2 separate regions of the Anser cygnoides genome follow, and region 2 is linked to region 1. A link is a contact called in public Hi-C data. All regions are on one chromosome and are shown on one strand. The core of a region is the stretch at or near the end of the contact, and the rest is flanking DNA. Distances in the headings are between cores, read along the strand shown.

What was found. Hi-C and Micro-C count contacts between places; a contact is called where the count stands out from the background.
Region 2: a contact with region 1 is called in a Hi-C map of liver, with 2.6 times the contacts expected there. The contact joins the promoter of FXN here to the promoter of LOC106044168 in region 1. A contact is called at or near these places in 3 of 7 Hi-C or Micro-C datasets (all in liver).

The regions. Positions count from the first base shown.
Region 1 is chrZ:48,985,769-48,990,415 of Taihu_goose_T2T_genome, reverse strand. LOC106044168 (riboflavin kinase) reads left to right here and starts at 1,855. Exons shown (of 4, transcript XM_048073528.2): 1 at 1,855-2,117; 2 at 3,095-3,246; 3 at 4,361-4,463. The coding sequence starts at 2,036. It overlaps LOC106044169 (a long non-coding RNA gene), which reads right to left and starts at 1,908. Exons shown (of 4, transcript XR_007166862.2): 1 at 1,767-1,908; 2 at 1,352-1,629; 3 at 63-114.
Region 2 is chrZ:49,141,339-49,145,985 of Taihu_goose_T2T_genome, reverse strand. FXN (frataxin) reads right to left here and starts at 2,382. Exons shown (of 6, transcript XM_066988268.1): 1 at 2,141-2,382; 2 at 965-1,047. The coding sequence starts at 2,269.

The DNA of each region.
Region 1 (4,647 bases), core at 606-3,105:
ATAAGTCACCAGTTATACTTCCAAGAAACTACTAACCATGTGATTCTTAAGCAAATATTTACCTTATTCTTAAGATCTGTTCTATTGTGAACATTGTAAAATGTATGCCCAAACCTGCAGATATTGAAAAAGAAAAGATCGGAGGATGGCACCTTGTGGACATCACAAGAACATAAGGTTTTGTTCTGAAAAGTTGTATTCGTAAAACAAAACAAACTAAAATAACAAAAGAAAACAGAAGAACACAAGTGTACATTTGCTTATATACAGACAATTACCAAAGCTACAATTCATTATTGCCTGGAAGAAACAAAACATGAACAATATAAACATATCTGCTTCACATGTTTATTTTGCTGTACATCTGAAATAAACTAAAAATTCTGTGGGCCAGAGTGTCACAGTGTCAACTGTTATAGTCCACCCTTAGTTAGGCAACTAAATAACACCTTCTTGATTTGGTCTTAATACCCAAGATACCTTCATTACTAAATTCACTAGACAAAACTTTTTGTAACATTTTCTTCTCCATGCTGTCAGACAGAACAGAATGTATGCACCACTAGTGTATTATTCCTTCCAATTTCCCTTCTTTTATATATACTACCACTATTATTTTTTTTTCAGCTGCAGTTACATAAACAATGATTCTGCAAGTGAGTCAGAGGTACTCAAACTGAAGTAATGAATTAAAATGTTAACATTAAATGCACAGTGGGGGACTGGGATGAGTGAAAAGAAAATAGGAAGATGGGTAAATTTGAGGTAGAATTGTTTTTTAGAATAATTTTGGCCTTAATCCTATGAAGCAATTAGTGCCTACAGAGCCTACGCATGCATTCACTGTTTTGTTTTGTGAGAGAACCAGTTTGTCAAGAGAGTTCCCCATCATCAGAATGCACTGTTTACAGGCTGCTTAGACTGCCATTAGGTATGGGCATGTCATAAGTACTTAGCTGATTTTTTACATGGAAAAGCCACCTACCAGATTTCGAGCTAACTCTGGAGACGTTCTTGTAACTAGGTATATAAAACTGGCAAAACTAGTAACTGTGCTCTGCATGAATTGTGAATTCACTTTAAGGACTCTGGTGATATTTCAAAATACACATGCACTTTTACATCAATGTGGTTGTGTGCACTGTAGCCGCCTTGCTAGAAGTCCAGAACCTATTTAGCATACATACCACTGATACAAAAAGACAAGCTTAGGCTGTCCACTACGTACTGAAGGGGAAATATGCACTTCCATCTGCTATTTTGAATAGAACACCAGCAATTCAATCTATTTCACCTGGATAAGAAAATAACGTTATTCAGCTAAGCGTATAAAAGCAGTTTAGCAACAAACCTACAACATGAAGAGGAACTGGAATCAGCAAATGAAAGTAGAGAAATGCCGAGTTGGCCTGTGCGTTCAGAGCGCGGTGTGAACACAGGACGGGCATCTGTCTTAACGCATTTTCCAAGAGGAAATGCCTACAGTGGAGGGTGATGCATCACAGGAGCAGAAATGATTTCCTTTTAATAAGCAGCAACAGCTTGTCGTAATTACGTAACAAAAATCTTTTTTTTTTTTTTCCACAGATTTTCCCAGGCGTCTGCCGTATACTGACGCAAGGCGATTTTCTGAAAGAAAAAAAAAAAAAAAAAAAGAAGGGTAAAAAAGGAACTGCAAGGGAAGAACCGCTCGCTATTTCGTTTCCAAGCGCCGGTGAGGAGCGCACGGCGCAGCTTTTCAGGTGGGAGGGCGGACGAGGCACCACCTCCAGGGGCTGCCGCCGATGCTTGATTTTTGGGGTACAAAACCCGGCCGGGCAGAGACGCCCCCCCCCCACGTCAGCAGCCCGCTTTCTGGGCGCTACTTCCCCCCGTCAGGCCGCAGGGGGGCGGCGCCCAACGGCCGCCCAACGGCCGCCCAACGGCCGCCCAACGGCCGCCCAACGGCCGCCCAACGGCTCGGCGGCCTTCTGAGCATGCTCAGCAGTGGCGCCGTCCTCGGTGAGGCGGCGGCGGCGGCGCGGGCGGTCCCGGCATGGGGCCGCTGCCGTTCGCGTGCCGCGGGGAGGTGGTGAGGGGCTTCGGCAGGGGCTCCCGCCAGCTGGGCGTCCCCACCGGTGAGGGCCGGCGGGCCGCGGGGCTTTTCGTCTGGCACCTTTATTTATTTGTTTTTTTTTCCTCTCTTCTCCCTTTTCTGCGTTGTTTAGAGCCTCGTTCCTTACGTTTACTCTTCTGTTAAACTCTTTTTTTTTTTTTTTTTTTTTTTGGACTTGCTGAAAGGCGACCACGGGCAGCGAGACCCCGAAACAACGCCTCCTGTGGCGGCCTCGGTGGCTGGGGGCCCCAGGCATCTGTTAATAGATCAATCTGTTAATAGAAACCTGGCCTTTCTGTTCTGTCTGTATGAGATGCTGGTGTCACCGAGCTTGCGAGGGAAGTTGTTACGGCTTGTGAACTACGACAGAAATTCACTAGCTGAAACCTCTCTAAAATCTGCTTGAAACCTTGCACGAAGAGCTGTAGCTAAGCGTGAAGGAAGTTAAGTGGGACAGCTGTGATGGGAGGAGAGTCTTAGTTTCATTCCCTTCAGTCAGGAAAAAAAAAAAATTAGATTCATAATTTTCTAAGAAAAACCCCAATTGTGGATACCCTAAAAGGCAGCCAGAAAATTTTGACAGGTGACTAAAATCATAAAAATTGTGCAAACAAGTTACTTACTAGAAAAATAATTACACATAAATAATTCTAAGATGCCACTTGAGAGTGCAGAAATAACTTGATTCATCTGCTCTTCGACCATATAATAGCAGTGACATTTCTAATAGTGAAATGCCTTCATAATGGCTATTTTAGTTTATTTTAACTGTAGAGTAGAACGGATATAACAATAAAATAGGAGATATAATGACTGGTATTGGTACAGGGACTACGTTTTATGAAGTTGTTTTATCATTTATAATTTGCAAATGGCACATTGTATCACAATCATCATCGGTATTCTGTTCGCAAGTAGCATGTTGGCGGAGCTTGGCTTTTAAGTGTTTGAGAATTCTGTCATGCTCACATAAATGTACACTTTCTAAAATTTTTGCAGCTAACTTTTCTGATCAAGTAGTCGAAAGCTTTCCATCCGATATCCCTACTGGTGTATACTATGGATGGGCCTCTGTTGGAAATGGAGATGTGCATAAAATGGTTTTGAGCATAGGATGGAATCCTTTCTATAAGAATATTAAGAAATCAGTGGTAAGAATTTTGCTTTGTGTGGTACTTTGATTATAATAAGGGAACCAGACATTGACTTTGAATAAGATGAGCAGAATTTGGTCCATAAACGAGCCTTAGAAATTCCGTTTGCTGTTAGAAATGTATTTGGTATCCATCTCATGTATTTGTATTCTGAAAAGCAAGTAGTCTCAGTAACCAGAGAGCATGCATCTGTAGATAAATAAAATTTATTATACGTTGTGTCTTCCATCATTACTTAAATTCTTCTGAAATGAATTTGTATTTCCAAAGTGGTGGTTGCTTATTGTTTTCATAGCTAGATAAACATAAGTTTAAAATACAGTATCAAATTTAATGGTTATGAGAATCTTAGAATGACCTAGGAAATACTAATATATTGTCCTCTGCAATCCATCCACATTTTAAATAAGAAATTTGGGGTCATCTTAATTTGTAGTGGTTTTTTGTTAATCTTTCTCTTAAATGGTAGAAGACATAGATGTGCTATGACTTAATATACAGAGTCAAGGTCCGAAAGTAGTAACAGGATGGAATTAAAATCCTGAACTATGCCATCTGTGTTCTTCTTGTCAGGTTCTTGTGCTTTTCCTGAGTCTTGCAGAACTTGCTTTTAATTGCTAATTCTTGGAAGCAATTTTGTTTCAATGTGAGTCTCTGCTTTACTGTCCTCACTCCTTTTATAATTTTAACATTCAGTTCCTTTGAAAGCTAGCCGTGAAAGCTTTCTTTAAACAATTTCAACCAAATTCATTACAGTTATTTGGAATCATTAGTCTAATGATCAAATTTAAATGTTGTTTATGATATGTGGCTTTCAAAGCCTTACCTCTGTGATAAGGGATGGAATGTTTTTCCTGAATGTTTTTGTTGTTTTTTAACATTCTGTTACTAAGTGAATAAGTTTTCTTAAATGCTATACAAAGTACAACTCTCCCTCCTAACATAATCAAAGTCTCTAGCCTCTTAATCATTATACGTGTTAGACTATCTCAGTTTTCCTGATGATGTGTGAGAGAATTTGAATTAAAGATGTTAGATGAGCATCCTTGCAACAAGGGGAAAAACTCAATTCTCCATGATAATTGTCAACGTATTTTTTTTTTTTTTTTAGGAAACTCACATTATCCATAATTTCAAAGAAGACTTTTATGGAGAAATTCTCAGTGTAGTCGTTATTGGATATATTCGATCAGAAAAAAACTTTAACTCTTTAGGTCAGTATTACAGGTTTCTATTAAGCTAATGTTTTATTTGTCGTATTCTAGCATATTGAAAATACTGTACCATCATTCTCTGTCTTGTCTTCAGAGTCAGCTGTTTTATGTCTTAATCTTTAACGTTTCTGTAAAATATTTTTTGTAAGCTGAATCTGCTAATATATCCATTGAATATATATAT
Region 2 (4,647 bases), core at 1,133-3,632, 160 kb before region 1:
CAAATGTAGCTACAAGCAGAGATTTAGGAACATCAATGTCAAATGTCACATCTACATGCAGCATTTGATTTCTCCCCTGGAGTTACCAATGCAGCCCAGTAACTGGATATCATTTAAAATGTACACAGGAACTAATGCTTTTACAATTAACTTCTTCTTCAGCGTCTCAAAACACCCTTGTAGCCATTACATAAGGCTTACAACACTTATGAAACCGCTTCTGTTATCCTCTTTAAGTCAGTAAAAAAAAGTTAGTGGGAGCAGTCTAGAAATGCAATCAAATCACCTAAGTTTTTCTATCTGTGGCAGTGTCAACTTTTAACTGAGTGTGTAGTTGGTATCTCTGTTAACAGACAATTTGGTGAAATCATTTGTTTTGCTAAGAGATACGGCAAAACAGCAGTTACTGTGATCTATGGGGACTCGGTATCTTTCACCTGATGTAGAATGTACTCTTTAAAAACGTTTCTTATTAGTCAATTACCAAAACACACTCCACACCACTTATGTCAGGGATACCACAGAAATACCTAAAGTTCTGGAGAACAGAAGGCCTTAGGATTAGGCAGGACTCATGTACTGAGTCAGGATGCAATTCAGGTACTTAATGGTAAGCGCCACTCTAGACATCTTCACAATAGTTCACTGGGCCTCCAGCTGCAGCACTGTACAGGGAGAAGTCTCTCATGGGTACCGTGTCACGTCCTGCCTGTGAAAGGCACAAATTTCATGTTCCCTGACATACACGAAATGGTGCTAGACACCCACCTTCAGGTACAGGAGTTGTTTCCTTCCCAAACTCACACAAAATGATCTTCCCTAGAACTATACTTTTCCCGTGAATCACCATATCAACATTATATTAATTTGATAGCCGCACCATGTCTACAATTGTTTTAAAATGCAAAGGCAGTATTTTCATATGAATAATATTATCTCAGAATATTCTCGGAATAAAATTTACCTTCTGTCATTCAGAGTTCCTGCATTTCTTATATTCATAAACTGAACAGTCCTGCTCTTCAGCTCTGAAGCACATTGTAACTGCTGTTGAAAATATGTGTAAGTAAAAGGGAATTAAAAGTTAAAATATGAAGATTATGAGTTACATACTGGTCACACAAATTAAATAGGTTGGAAGACCTTGCCATCCTCAAGTAAAATATTTACATTCTGTATTACAGAGCTAATACAGAAAGAATTATGCAGCTTTAGTCCCTGGATGACTGAGCCAATCTATAATATCCTTGTTTTCTGTTACAAGCTAGTGAGAAAAAAATTAATTTTAAAATAGCTATTTTCTATCGCTATAACACAGAATTACAGAGGAGGCTCAGACAACTGGTTTAGGCCAGGATTTCTACACGCATCAACTACTCGGACGCTTCACTGTCAGCACCCTGTGTCCCCCTGCCAGCAGCCACCAGCACATCCAAATGAAATGCACAGGAGCCCCGAGCGCTCCTCGCTTACGGACGTTAAGAGCTGACTTTCACCACTTGCCATATTCCAGATCTCTTCTCTGCAACAAGCTGATTCATTTATAATTTCTCTCGCGTTTAAAGGAGATTAATACAGATCAAAATGACAGAAAAGCTGGGTCAACGTGTGGGCATCCTGAGACAAAAGGAGAGCGACGGGCAGCCGCCCTGCGGCTGAGGAAGGCACACATCAACGCGGGTGTGAGTAACGCTGATCCCCAAGTGCAACACGCTCGCGGGAGCACCCGTGCTACCTGCCAAGAAATGCAGGCGGCATGCCTGCCCCTTGCTTCCCCGCCCACGCCACGACGGTGCGTGTTTTCGGCTGAACGGTTAGGACAGCACTCCTGCTGCCTTTCCACGTGCACGCGCAGGGCTTTGCCGACCACCACAACGCCCTGAGCGGCTGATGATGAAGCTCTTCCTGCACCCGGAGGCACAGCACCCCGGCACCCCTCCGTACGAGGACACCCACCTCGGCCGCCGCGGCCGAGCCGAGCCGAGCCGAGCCGCGCCGCCGCTCCCCGCGCCCGCCCATGAGCCGCACTCGGGCACCTCGGGCTCCAAACCCGCCGGGCCGGAGGAGCCCCCCCCGGGTGCGCGGCAGGCCCGAGGCCGCCCCGCTCCGTCCCCTGGCTCCCTGCCGGCCTCGCACTCACCGCCCGGCCCCGGACGGCGGCGGCGGCGGCGGCCCCCTCCAGCGGGGCGCCCCCGGGGCCTGCGCTCCGCCGCCGCGCCGCCGCCCGCCGAGCCGCCCGCACGGCGCCGGCCGCCCCCGGCCTCCACATGCCGCCGCCGTTCGCTGAGGAAGCGGCCGGGGAGGAGCCAGCACGGCCCGGCCCGGCTCGGCTCGGCCCGGCTCGGCCCGGCGCCGGCGAACGGGAGGCCGCGAGGCCGCTACCGCCCTCCGCCGGCGCCGCGGGGAGCAGCGCGGCTGGGCCCGGCCGCCCCGAGGGGCTGCCCCGGCTCGGGCCGCAGGCCCGGCAGAACAGTCTGAAATGAGAGATACGTGCGAAAAAAACGTTACCCGTTGTCCCGTGAAGGGGAAATGAAGCACGCTGTGTGCCACAGCCGGCGTGTGTTTGGCGGCACGTCTGAGGAGAGCTGTCGGTCTGCTTCAGAAAGGAGCAGAAGGGCTGGTCAATTTCCTGTTTAGTTATTTTGTTGCCGATTATATTGCGTTGTTAACGATGTGCGAGGCTGCCAGGAGTCGCAGCTAGGCGTCTTTTATTGTTACTTGCATTAAAAAAAAAAAAAAAAAAGACTCACCAGGGAGATGAGGGATAAAAATTAACTCTGATGTGAAAGTTTATTAAAAAATAAATAAATCTGTGAGAACACAGAAAAATTTCACTTCAGATCCTTCCGCAGAACAGGACTGTAAGATGCAACAGATTGCAAGTAAAATCATAAATACATAAAATGTACAAGTACTACTGTTTGATTACTGTGTGCTGCATTTTTACATGTCTAAAACTCTCACTCGAGTAAACAGCTGGCACCTCGCAATGCTTTAGGAAATAAGCCGTCAGCTTTTTCAGCAAAACTTAGCTGTTTTTTTGTTTTGTTTTGTTTTGTTTTGTCTTTCACTTTAAGCCAAAAACCCAGAGAATTCAAGTAGGTTGTGCAAATTTCAACTGAGACTTTGAAGCGTGTAGTTAAAAGTGGTTTTACCAAACCAAGTAACTGATCTCTGCCACCCCGTCTCTTTCCAGCAGTGTCCTGAGTGCTGTTTAGTTGCCAGTGCCTTCTCTCAGACTGTATGGGGGCCTGCGTCCTTGTTGCATTCCGCCACTGAAGTTTTTATATGTCATCTAGACACAAGATGCTCTCTTGTTCCTTGAAGACTGATCCCACATGCTTATCGCTACTGGAAGAAACTAGTTGTGTTTTTGCAGCTATAGTGGTCTAAATGTTGAGATAAGGCTTGCAGGGAGAAATAGCTTTTATCAGTCAAAAAAATACGTTAGTAAAATAAACAGTTCCTTTTTCATACGTTGGTGGGGAGAGGGTAAAGCAGCTGGAAGAACGCTTTTGTTTGTTTGTTTTAGTAAAAGATAGTGTTTGCTTACACTTTGCCATTCCTATACAGCATCCTATATAGTTTGCCATTTCTATAAAACATTTTCTGGTGGTTTCCAGGTAGTTTCAGTGATTTCTCTTTAATGGTGATATGCATGAGAGTCATATGCAACTCTCAGTAGGAAATGCCCATCTCTTGTTTCTAAGTTAATAACAAGTCAATAAATTAGAGTAGATGGAGCATTATCTTCATTATTAGCAATCTCACTCTCAAAACTCAAGAAATTGATAACAATGTTCACGTTAATGAACTTCACAGTGCACTACTACCAGAGACAATTGTTTCCACAACTTCGAAAGGGTACGAAGAATGTGATTTTTGCAATGATTCATTACGTTTTTTGTCATGATCCTTGTTCCTTAGATTAACGTTCATACCACAGCACGTTGCTACCAGTACCTTTTTAGGCTGGCATAACACACCCACCAAGCATTTCCAAATGCAAACTGGCTGCAGGGTCAGGCCTTGTGCCTTTAGTCTGCAAAGAGTCAGTGTCTTTCTGTGAGCTACTGCATGCACCCTGGCAAAAAGGGGTCAGCAAATGTCCTCTGTGTAGTATAGCTGGAGTGTATGACCTCTTTTATATGACCTTTATCACTGTCTAGCGTTCTGGGTTTGGGCAAGTAATATCGAGTTATATGAAATGAACTTACCTGAAGCGTAAGGAAAGGCAACAGGAAAACAGGGGATAGGAGTTAGTGTTTTCAAACTGCTGAATTCTAGTGCAAGGACACAAAGTACTCTTTTTTTAATAACTGAGGATGACTGTTCAACGCTACTGGTAAAGGCAAAGCTCAGTCTCTGAATACTATATGATTAAGTTACAGCATCAAATACACGTATCTATAATAACTCTATGGAGTTATTCTCTATGTATCAATAAGCAGGCATCAACCAGTGCTTTTTCTTTCTGGGCAGTTTACAGGGCCAGAGCATTCAGATAGCACTGCACCATGTTTGTGCCCTCATTCTTCAAATTTTGCTCCCCGTGGTGAGTTCCATCTGTTTAGACCTGGATAAATAGTCCAATATATCAATTTAATACCCCAGGGAGCTGACTATTTATGCCTATGCCATCTGTAC